2 separate regions of the Mus musculus genome follow, and region 1 is linked to region 2. Evidence: chromatin contacts called from public Hi-C data. All regions are on one chromosome and are shown on one strand. Each heading gives the region's core, a stretch centred on a gene start, on an enhancer-like site or on the middle of the called end of the contact. The rest is flanking DNA. Distances are from core to core; before and after follow the strand shown.

The links. A called contact is a pair of places that touch in the nucleus more often than the background predicts.
Region 1: a Hi-C map of B cells shows a contact between it and region 2, with 7 read pairs. The contact joins the promoter of Polr3g here to the promoter of Ccnh in region 2. A contact is called at or near these places in 1 of 39 promoter capture datasets (pre-B cells) and 1 of 484 Hi-C or Micro-C datasets (B cells).

The regions. Positions count from the first base shown.
Region 1 is chr13:81,708,827-81,714,808 of GRCm38.p6, forward strand. It overlaps Polr3g (polymerase (RNA) III (DNA directed) polypeptide G), which reads right to left and starts at 2,187. Exons shown (of 8, transcript NM_001081176.1): 1 at 2,032-2,187. Mblac2 (metallo-beta-lactamase domain containing 2) reads left to right here and starts at 2,591. Exons shown (of 2, transcript NM_028372.1): 1 at 2,591-3,156. The coding sequence starts at 2,703.
Region 2 is chr13:85,184,749-85,191,030 of GRCm38.p6, forward strand. It overlaps Ccnh (cyclin H), which reads left to right and starts at 4,637. Exons shown (of 9, transcript NM_023243.6): 1 at 4,637-4,904; 2 at 6,006-6,128. The coding sequence starts at 4,788.

The sequences.
Region 1 (5,982 bases), core at 937-3,436, 3.5 Mb before region 2:
TGTACACATAATCTCCTGGAAGATGGTGCGCTCACCTCTGCAATTCTTCCTAGATCTAAAATGTTGTGAGTTATAATTGTGACTGAAATGTAACATCCTCTTGTACACACAACCTTGCTCATTTAAATGTTCAAGTAGCTGGAGGCCAGGGGAGACAGCGAAAGCCAAGTCACAGTATCTTTCTGAAGAATGACCTAAACTTGCTCTAATCACGAGCCTGACTCATTCCACTCTGGCTGTCTCCTTTGATCACCTAACAGAAGACTATTAGCAGTGTGTTCTCTATTATTCCCCTTTTTTCTGCGTTAGCTCAGGCCTTTAACATCGACCCTCTGAAACATCGTAGGCATTTTATGTCCAGATAATTGTTATGTCCCTAACAATTCATCTCATCAATTTAACAGAAGGCTAATCGTCTGATATGTCATTCTCTTCAATTAACAGAGCTTAGGACATTTAACTTCTGCTTCTCACCAAGTAACTATCCACTGAGGTCTTGATAAAGACCCAACTCTAAGCCTAACCTCTGGGCCAAACCATCCTCTCACTGTTGGAAATACAGAGGCAAACAAAATAACATCTCTGCTTTTAATGGAGTTTACGATCGAGTATGGGAAGTGGGCAAAATATACTTTAGAGAACCTGTCAGAACCTGATAGGTGGTGTGAAAATGAAGCAGGAACCAGGCCAGAAAAACTAGTTGAAGAAGTTCTGCCTCTCTCAGGACTGTCTGAGCTTAAATGTAATTACGATGAGAAGCAGAGTCATACTGAAAAGTAGAAAACAAAGTGTCATTGGGAACTGTAGGTCCAAAGGACTCTAGAGCCTGCCACAAGCCAGATAGTCATCTCTGAATTCTTTCTGAGCTTATGGCCAAGAAACAACACTGTGCCATCTTACCGAGTGGCCCCCTTCTGCAGCAAAAACAAAGTACAGAGGGCACTGTGTTTCTCTGCAGAAAATGCATTCGATAAGGCCAGTGCAATCATTCACTAGTCCATCTATAAGTAGAATCCAATTTTTGCATTTTTTTTGCATTATATAACAAGTATTTGTGTACAGGTGTTAGCTTCCTCAGATTCTCGAGAACTCACATCAGACTTTTTTTTGTTTTTAAACAGTTTTCTGCTTGTCACACACCATTTAGCTGAGGCACTCGTGCTAAGAATGGTCCCAACTGCATAACCGATGAGATTAGCAAAATACTCAAAAGGGCAGTGACCTGCTCCTACACCCACCAGAGAGTTTTGGAGTGTTGGAAGTACAGTTCTCCCTCTAGGAAACTTATTAGGAGATACCACAGTAAGAATCTTCCTAATTATCCTTTATAATGCTCTCCCGTGGGTCTCTTTATAATTTCTGAAGGTTAGTCAAATTCTCAAAGGGATTTCTTAATCCGAAATAGATGTATCAATAGCTAGTGGTTGGGTGCAAGCGCAGGGACTTGATACTGACAGTGGGGGTGATTTCTGGTGGCTTGCAAGGCCACACCCAGTCCCTATCCACTTTTCATGTCCCCTCAAAGTGCTCCGCCTTTCCTTAAGCTCTAACTTTCTCTGCTCTCTTCAAAGAGCAAAGAACCACCCAGAACTATGACGGCCATTTAGGTTTTTCTTTTTAAAGAAAAATTTTATCACCAACCCCTCTCCTCACTATCAAGGGTGCCAACAATTAAGAAAACAGAAGCGACGGTAAGTATGCCCTTATCAGCAAACTGCCGCCAAACTTTGAATGAAGAAAAAACACAGTCGTCAGATTTGCATAGTCTTCTCTTGTAAGAGGATAAACTCCCTTCTTTCTCACTGAGAACAAACCCACCGGAAAGCTGGGAGATCTGGCTACGAAAACTTTAAACGGTTTGGAAGACCGCAGCAGCAGCTTTGGGGAGGTAGGGATACTTCCCAAAGTCACTCCAGAGGGGCTTTCATGAATGTTGGCTCCGGATACCCGGCCACCACGTTCTCCACGTGCCCCATCAACTCCCTTCTACCCTCTTCACCTCCTGCCCAGAACGGGATAGCTTCCAGTTACCTGCTAGCCAAGTCTCGAGGCTTGAGCACACGGTGCAGCAGAGGAAGCAAGAAAGCCGGCAGCCCCTCCAGCAAGGAGCCGCAGATTCTACCTCCGGAGTAGCGCGCCCCACACCGCACGCGGCTACGGCGCAGCAGAGCGCACTGGAAGCCCCGCCCACTCCCGCGAGGCCACACCCCCGGAAGAGAGCTTTTTAGCCCTTGGCAGGCGCCGTAGTCAGCCTCCAACAGGCTCGGCCTCACTCTGGGCTCCGGCGGCGAGTGCACAGCCCCCCGCTGCCCGTGTGGGGGCGGTCCTGTGTGTCGCTTCCCACGCATCTCTCCCGGCCCCTGCAGTAGAACCCCGAGCAGGGCAGCATTGCCCGGTGTCTCCTCCCCGCTTCAGCAGCCTGCGTTACTGCCTTGGTGCTGCGGCTGCAGAAGCTGCGGCAACTGGGGTGCAGCCTGCGCTCTGCGGCTCGGACGGGAGGGCGCGGAACAGGTGATCTGGGCAGTGTCGCAGCGTCCTATCCACGCTCCCTTCCGCATCCCCGCCCCTCGATCGCACCTCCTCCGGAGCTGAGAGTAGCTCCTCCGGCTCTGCAGCAACAGCAGCAGCAGCAGCAGCAGCGAGTCCTGGACTGCCTGTGGGAGGCACACCCACCTAGCCCGGCCGCACCCCTGCGCAGCAGCATGTCGGCGCTCGAGTGGTATGCCCACAAGTCTCTGGGCGATGGCATCTTCTGGATTCAAGAACGGTTCTACGAGTCAGGCAACCGGGCCAACATTTGGCTGGTGCGCGGCTCGGAGCAGGACGTGGTGATAGACACTGGCCTGGGGCTGCGCAGCCTTCCGGAGTACCTCTACTCCTCTGGCCTCTTGCAGGATTGCGGGTCTAAAGAGGATGCAGGACGCCGGCCACTGCTGGCCGTGGCCACCCACGTGCACTTCGATCACTCCGGCGGTCTCTATCAGTTCGACCAGGTGGCTGTGCACCGCGCCGAGGCCGAGGCCCTGGCTCGCGGGGACAACTTTGAGACCGTGACCTGGCTTTCTGACAGCGAGGTGGTGCGGGCGCCCAGCCCTGGCTGGAGGGCCAGGCAGTTCCGAGTGCAGGCAGTGCAACCCACCCTCATTCTGCAGGATGGTAATGGGCCCCGCGGGCGTGCGCTGTCACTGAGGGAGGGGCTTGGAGAGCGTGTACAGCATGTTACAGACCTCCTTGGCACTGTTGGGGTACAGTGCGGGAATACTCTGTTTCACCCTTTGCTGCGTGGAAGTCAGCTTAAGCAGAGACTAGGCCCTGGCAGGCTTCTCTGTCCGGAGATGCGCGCTGCTGCTGTGTGGCTGTCTCTTTGAAAGCTCACACCATCCCCAGTCAGTCAGCTACAGTAGTAACACTGCAGAGACTTGTGACTGGAGATTTTCCATTCTTTTCCCAAGTACCGGTTGAACATTTTCAGCTTTTGTAACGAGTAGGCTTTTAAGCAATGGCACCTTGGGAAGAGTGTTAGGCTCTGTGCTTTGAAAACTGCTGACTTCATCTGCCTCCTCACTTCACTGCATAGTGCCTATCCGGTCCACCTGTAGGCTTGGAAAGCTTTGGTTCCGTTTCATCCATCCTGACCTTTCGGATGGATTTGTTTGCTTATTGCCTCACAAGAAAAAAAAAAAAAAAGGCTTGACAGTGAACATAAAATATAGAAATATGACAAATATCTGGTCTGGATGAGAGCAAGGCCTAGGAAAGATCAATAAGGGAGTTGTTTCCGGTGGAGAAAGTGTGTGTGTTAATGAGGACTTCATTCTCTTGGTCCTAAGCAATTGATAGATTGGAGCAAAATAGACAGGGTCCCAGTCCCTTTCCCCTCATGCTGGAACTGCACTAACTGAACTGATTAGCAACAGCAGCAATATTTGATTTATCAATTTTATATTTTTGTCTTAGGATTTATTTATTTATTTACATCCCCAAAACTACTCCTGCTCCTGCTCCCTCCCTCACAGAGTCTCTCCTCCCATCCCCTCTTCTCTTCTCCTCCGAGAGGGTGGAGGCCCCTCTGGGTACCCCTCCCCCCAACACAGCACATAATCAAGTCTCTGCCAGATTAGGTGCATCCTCTCTCACTGAGGCCAGATAGGGCAGCCATGGAGCCTGAGGTGCTTGCCTGCTACCTATGTGCCTGGAACCTCTTTTCAGTCTGTGTGTTCTTTGGTTGGTGCTTCAGTCTCTGAGTGCCCCTAGGTTAGTTGACTCTCTTGGTCTTGCGCTGGAGCTCCCTTCCCCTTCTGGGCCTTCATTCTTCCCCCAACTCTTCCATAAGAGTCCCAGACCACCGTCCAATGTTTGGCTGTGGGTATCTGCATCTGTTTCAGTCCACTGCTGGATAGAGACTCTCAGAGGACAGGTATGCTAGGCTCCTGTCTGCAAGCATAACAGAGTATCATTCATTAATAACGTCAGGGATTAGTGCTTGTTCATGGAATTTTTCTATCCCTGCATTTCCTTTAGACAGGATAAATTTGGGGTCAAACTTTTGTGGGTGGGTTGATGTCCTTATCCCGCCACTGAGAGTTTTGTCTGGCTACAAGAGGTGGCCTCTGCTAGTTTCATGTCCCCACTGTTAGGAATCTTGGCTAAGCTCACCCTCATTGACTTTCTGGGAGCCTCCTCTATGGGACACCCTAGAGATTCTCCCCTCCCCCAACTTACACCCCCATCCCCACAGCTGAAGATTTACATTCATTCTCCTGGCCCTCTGACCTTCTCTCCTGTCTATCCCTGTACTTGATCCTACCCCACCCCACCCCTCACACCATTCTGTGTACTTCTTGAGTACATACCATGCATGTCCTTTTGGGTCTGAGTTACCTCACTCAGGATGATATTTTCTAGTTCCATCCATTGGCCTGTAAAATTCATGATGTCCTTGGTTTTTGGTTTTTTTGTTTGTTTTTTGTTTTTGTTTTTGTTTTTGTTTTGAGACAGGGTTTCTCTGTGTAGCCCTGGAACTCACTCTGTAGACCAGGCTGGCCTCAAACTCAGAAATCCGCCTGCCTCTGCCTCCCAAGTGCTGGGATTAAAGGCGTGTGCCACCACACCTGGCTTGATGTCCTTGTTTTTAACAGTAGGGTACTATTCATTTGTGTAAATGAACCACATTTTCTGTATTCATTCTTCAGTTGAAGGACATCTGGGTTGGTTCCAGTTTCTGGCTCTTATGAATAAAGCTGATATGAACATAGTGGAGCATGTGACCTTGTGGTATGTTGGAGCATCTTTTGGGTATATGCCCAGGAGTGGTATAGCTTGGTGATATAGGTAGAACTATTTCCAGTTTTCTGAGAAACAGACACATTGATTTCTAGAGTGTTTGTCCAAGTTTGCAATCCCACTATCAATGGAGAATGTTCCTCTTTTTCCACATCCTCTCCAGCATGTGCTATTGCTTGTGTTTTTGACCTTAGCCATTCTGACTGGTGTAAGGTAGACTCTCAGGGTTGATTTGATATGCATTTCCCTGATGATTAAGGATATTGAACATTTCTTTAAGTACTTCACAGACTTTCAAGATTCTTCTGTTGAGAATTCTCTGTTTAGCTCTATACTCCATTTTTAAAGATTTATTATTATACATAAATACACTGTAGTTATCTTCAAACATTCCAGAAGAGGGCATAAGATCTCATTATGGGTGTTTGTGAGCCACTATGTGGTTGCTGGGATTTGAACTCAGTACCTTCAGAAGATCAGTCAGTACTCTAACCCACTGAGCCATCTCTCATGCCCCTATACTCCATTTTTTAATTGGGTTATTTCGTTTGTTAGAGTTTAACTTCTTGAGTTCGTTATATATTTTGGATATTAGCCCTCTGTCAGATGTGGAGTTAGTGAAGATTTTTTTCCAATCTGTAGGTTGCTGATTTGTCCTATTGGCTATGTCTTTTGCCTTACAGAAGCTTTTTCATTTCA
Region 2 (6,282 bases), core at 3,387-5,886:
AAGGTGTACAGTTATCTGGTGTTTGGACCTCCTCCTGGCTGAAGGTGAAGGCCCAAAACAGGATCTTTCCCAGAAGCTGTATTGCTTTGGCCAGGAAGGTGGCCGGTTGTCTGGAGTCGAAGATGTCACCGCCTCAGAAGCTCTGTGGCTCTTGCCAGGAAGGTGGCCGGGCGTCTGGGGCCGAAGATGGCGCCGCCACAGAAGCTCTGCGACTCTCGCCCGTCCCTCCCGCCGGCGCCTGTGACACAAACCTCTCAGGCCGGGCAGACCCCCGTGCTCTCCAAGGAGACCTCTTTTACAGCTCTTTTAGAGTAAAGGTCTTTTAGATGATAGTCAACGAAACAACTGTGCTCATTTATTTGTGGTGAATCAAGGGCTATAAAAATGAACCTCGGCAAGTGAAACAGGTTTTTTTTTAGGGTGAAGTTTCATTGACTGGAGTTTAAGGTTCTTAGGATACCTCATTTGCATAGAGAAGCATTCCAGAAAGTTGAACCTGTAATTTCAGCCAACGATTATGTGATATTCCTCAGGTAGAAGATGGGGGTCAGGCTCACCAGATCAGGCAGAGAAGAAGAAGCCCCACTAAGAAAAGGGAATCCTCCATTTTGCTCCGGGCTCGGGAAAGCTGTGAGGACATGATAGACTACATACAGCCTTAGTAGCTAAGTGCAACAGGGTAGGTTTCCAAATGGAAGATTTGGTGGGCAAATTAGACAGGGTTACAGACACCAAACATCATAATAAGTTAGGCCTAACGACCTCTTGAAATGAAGATGTGGTGGCAAGGTTTACCCTTCATTTTAAATAGTCAAAAAAAAAAAAAAAAAAGGGTAACAGTTTTGGGCTATCATACAAAATGAAAGATACTTCCATTTATTTTTTATTAATTACCATATTTTATTATAGTCGTGGAGTCTGAACCCCGTATTTTCTGGGTTGGTCAAGTAAGTGGTCTGCCCCTCATACAGCCATATGTGCTCCATTTTCAGCCCCCCTTTCACTTATTTTGATGTAGAATCGTATGAAATTACCCAGGCTGACCTGAAGTTTTGTCCTCCTGGTTCAGCCTTCTGAGTAGTAGGCCTCATAGACTGTGCTACTTAGGCCCCTTTAGATCAAAGATAATTTCTTTACCTCTTTTCTTTCTTTTCCATTTATTTTGATGTATTTTGGAGAAAGTATTAGCTATAGACATCTCCTTGTTTTTTCTTAGTGGTAACTTAAAATATTGGGGGTAACAATGGAGGAGCTAGAGAAAGTACCCAAGGAGCTGAAGGGGTCTGTACCCCAATAGGTGGAACAACAATATGAACTAACCAGTACCCCCCCCAGAGCTCATGTCTCTAGCTGCATATGTAGCAGAAGATGGCCTAGTCTGCCAGCATTGGGAAGAAAGGCCCCTTGGTCTTGCAAACTTTATATGCCCCAGTACAGGGTAATGCCAGGGCCAAGAAGCAGGAGTGTGTGGGTAGGGGAGCAGGGTGGGGGAGGGTATAGGGGACTTTTGGGATAGCACTTGAAATGTAAATGAAGGAAATATCCAATAAAAAAATTGAAAAATATTGGGGGTAAAAGTAGAAAAGGATTTTAGAATCAATGTTAATTGTATGGTAGAAAAATAAAATTGTAATGGATTTATTGGTTTCACAATATAATTTGTAGGTCTATATTAAAAAATGTTAGAAACCAAATCAGTAGCTAAAGGAATATAGAATCACATCAAACTTTAAAGTACATATTATTTCTGTGAGCTTAAATGTAATTCACTTTCTTTTAAAAACTAAGATTTAGATAGGAGTGTCATGACTGACCTAAACTCATTATATCATGGCCTTTAACTCTTGATCCTCCTGCTTTCTTCCAATGTCCTTACATAGCAGAAGGTGTAGCCCAGATTAAAGGTGTGTACTACCAAGCCTGGATCTGGGACTTGCTTTGTTCCAGGCTGACCTTGAACACAGATTCCTTAGACATTCACCACCATTCCTGGCTTTGTTTATTTATTTTTCTTTAACTTCCTTTATTGTGTGTCACCAAAATCAGAAACTTTGTGTTGATGAAATAAAGGTGGTAAGTTAAGAAAATGTAATCAAGATTCAACTTAAAATACTCTAAATTGGAGATAAGAGGTTGGCCCAGTGGATTAAGCATTTGTCTTTCAACTGTGAGGACCAGAGTTAGGATACACAAAACTCAAGTGAAAACTAGTATGCTTGTTAGCCACCTGTAACCTTGCCCAACACTCTTAATGCAGAGATGGGGAGTATGTAGTCAGCCTAGCAGGAAATGCGGAACTTTGGTTTCATTGAAAGGTGATGCTTCAATTAATACAATGGAGAAAGATTGAAGAAGATACCTAACATCAACTTTGGACTTTTACATGCATGTGACACATGTATACATGCATACATACATGCACACATATACCATACACACACCGACATGCAAAAATTACTCCAAGTTATATAAGTAAAATTGATCCCTTATTCTTCTGGTCCCCTTTTCTTCCTTTCCTGTTGAGAAAACACAATCTTGAATTCTTTTAATTTTCTCCTTGTCCTAGGGTTTCTAGGATAAAACTTTAAGAAATGGGAAAATTTCCCCAAAGCAAGAAAAGAATTCCCAGCACTATGTGTGCTCTTGCAGATATCTTTTTTTCATTATTTGCATTTCAAATGTTTTCCCCTTTCCAGGTCTCCCCATTCGGAACCCACCTATCACATCCCCCCCTTCTCCTGTCTCTATAAAGGTGCTCTTCTACCCACCCACCCACCCACCCACTCCTGTCTTCTCATCCTCACATTCCCCTACATTGTGACAACCCAGATGTCCCTCAACAGAGGAATGAATATGGAAAATGTGGTACATTTACACAATGGAGTACTACTCAGATACTAAAAACGATGAGTTCATGAAATTCTTAGGCAAATGGATAGAACTTGAAAATATCATCCTGAGTGAGGTAACTCAGTCACAAAAGAACATACAAGGTATGTACTCACTGATAAGTGTATATTAGCCCAAAAGTTTAGAATAACCAAGATTCATTTCACAGACCATAGGAAGCCTAAGAAGAAGGAAGACCAAAATGTGGATGCTTCAGTGCTTCTTAGAAGGGTGAACAAATTACTCACAGAAGGAAATATGTAGACAAAGTGTGGAGAAAGACTGAAGGGAATGCCATCGAGATAGAGACTGACTGACTTGGGGATACATCACATATACAGCCAGCAAACCCAGCCCCTATTGTGAGTGCTGGGAAGTGCTTGCTGATGAAAGCCTGATATGGCTGTCTCCTGAGATGCTCTTCCAGAGGCAGATGCTTGCAGCCAACCACTGGACTTAGCTCAGGGGTCCCCTGTGGAGGAGTTGGAGAAAGGACTGAAGGAGCTGATGGGGGGTTGCAGCCCCATGGAGGGAGCAAGTGTCAACAGGCCAGACCTCCTGGAGCTCCTGGGGACTGGACCACCAACTAAAGAGTACACATTGATTGACCCACGGTGCTGGCCTCATATGTGGCAGAGGACGGTCTTGCAGGTAACTTTAGTGAAGTACATAAAACCTTTCTTTGAAGACCAAGAGGCAATAAATGCTCTGTAAAGCCAGATCTTTGATTACAACTCTTGGATTACAAGTTATATTGGTGCTCAAAAAACTTAGTCTGTCTACAAATAGTACATAGCACAGTTTAAGAACTGCTGTACAAAGACATTTGTGTTTATTTTTTTAAAAAGCACTGAAAAATTTCCAGTTAATAATTTATGTCTTGGTGGTGTCCAATGAAACAGTAGTATCTTTGTCATTGAGCTGTTAATTTACTTGTTCCTTTTCTAGGAAGACTAGAATGCATTTTGTTTGAATAATCTCCAATTAGATGCAGCAAAATGTGGCCTAAAGATTATGTAAAGAGGGCATTGATGCATGGCTGTGTTTCCAGAATTTGAGAGGCTTAGGCAGGAGGATCATAAATTTGAAACCACCATGAACTAAATATGGATTTCTAGTATATAATGAGACAATAAGGAGCTGAGAAAGGCAGGAAAAATGAGAGGAAACTCTACTGCACAAATTATGGCAGTGGGGGGATTGCTTTGTGCTCTCCCTGTTGGTATCAGGACCTCTGAAACTCGTGACATCATGTAGGCGAGACCCACAGACCTGTTGCCAAGACAATAGCCACCATATTCCCAGAATCCATTGTGCTCACCTCCCACTTTTACCTATAACCACGTCACCATCCATATATATACATACATACATATATATGTGTGTGTGTGTGTGTATGTGTGGTTAAGAGCACTGACTGTGTCATCCATATGAACTGGGTTCAATTCCCAGCACCCACAGGGCAGTTCATAACTGTCTGAAACTCCCATTCCAAGGGATCTGAAGCTGTCACACAGATATACATTCAGGCAAAACACCAATGGGCATAAAATAAAAATAAAAAATAAAGAAATGAAGGCTTATGGTTCTTTGTGCCCAGGCGTCCTCTGGAACCTGGATCCCTGCGGCCACGCCCACTTTCTGACCCTCCTGGGTCACGCCCTTCAGACTCCTCCCCAAAGCCTGGGAGCCCCGAGGCTCCGCCCTCCCTCGTTGCGGAACACCTCCCACCGGCTCCGGAAACTCCAGAGCAGACGCTGGCACGTGACCGGGACGTCACGCACGCGTCCGCGGTCTGGGCGGGGGCGGGGGTTCGCGCGTTGGCCGTCGCTCGTGGTCGCTGTCTCTCGGAGTGTCGCTGTTTTTGTCGCGGCCCTGCGGCCCGTGAGGGCTACAGCATGTATCACAGCAGCAGCCAGAAACGGCACTGGACCTTCGCTAGCGAGGAGCAGCTGGCGCGCCTGCGGGCGGACGCCAACCGCAAATTCAAGTGCAAAGCTGTGGCTAACGGGAAGGTGAGGTCCCCGCGAGCCAGCCCCTGTGCCCACCCTAAACCTGGGACCTCTCCTGAAGTCCCGCTTTGCCTGCAGGCTGGAAGCCTGTAGAGCGCTCGCCTGGCTGTGTCAGTGCAGACAGGGACTGACGCGACAGCCAAGTCCGGGGCTGGCGGTGGCAGAGGTCTGAGTGACATCCTGGGGACTGGCAAGAGCCTTGGAAGAGTGCGGACTTAGTGCGGGACTCGAACTGGTCACTTGTCCTGCAGGATGTCACGACAAATCATTCTCTGTAGATGGCAGGAGGGAGGGCACACACATAGGCTGGTGTCTAGTGGAAAGTCAGACTGGCAGGCAAGTGCCTGGAGTGCTGGTGGTCACTCATGGATGAAGCTGTACCTCTGCAGCAGTGGTTGAAGAACGTGCACAAGCAACTTTGTAAGCGGAAGTGTAAGGCGGTTGAAATTCTTGCCAAAACTGAAAGGAACTTTTCAAAGACTTGAAATGGGGGGATGATGGCTTGTTGGATCTGCTTTCCAGAAACAACCTTCACACAGAAGGTTGTACAAGGAAAGAAAATAGTTGACACAAGTAATGCGTGTTCTATGGGCCTCTATCCAGGTCTTCCTACAACTCTCCCATTCATTTCTGTGTACGGCCCTGGATAACTTTATAGTAGCTTCTACAAATTTCAGGCAAATAAAATTTGTACCAACAAAACAGGTAGACAATGAACTGAGTTATTTTAATTTTGGTGACATATGGATTTACTGCAAAAGCTACTTTGGGAGAGTTCCAACCCATGAAAATATGTATTTTTTTTTTAATTTACAAATAATGGTATCAAACCTGGGAGTGAATTGACACATACTCTGTCATGACTGTTTAAAAATGTCCAGCTGACAGTTTGAGAACTTGTAAAATGAAAGCCTAGATTCAGTTTATTGATTTTTGCTTATTCTTCTCCTAGATATTTTGCTTGATGCTTAGTAAACTTAACAAAGAGAGAAAGCTTCAGGTCTATTTTTTGTTGGTGGTATAAGTCCAATTTAAGCAGGACAGATAAGACGGTCTTACAATGAATTCACTGACCTTACATTGAAATGTCTGCTCTGTCTAAAGGTTCTTCCAAATGATCCAGTGTTTCTGGAGCCTCATGAAGAATTGACACTTTGCAAGTACTATGAAAAAAGATTATTGGAATTCTGTTCAGTGTTTAAACCAGCTATGCCACGGTCTGTTGTGGTAAGTGATGGGAGAGAAGAATATGCTTGTTAGCTGGCTTGAGAGAATTGAACTAGACTTTTCCCTTCTTTTTCCTCCATAATTTTTTTTTCACATTATATCCCAATAGCACACCACCTCTTCTCATTCCTGCCGTTTGCAAATTCTTCTGACC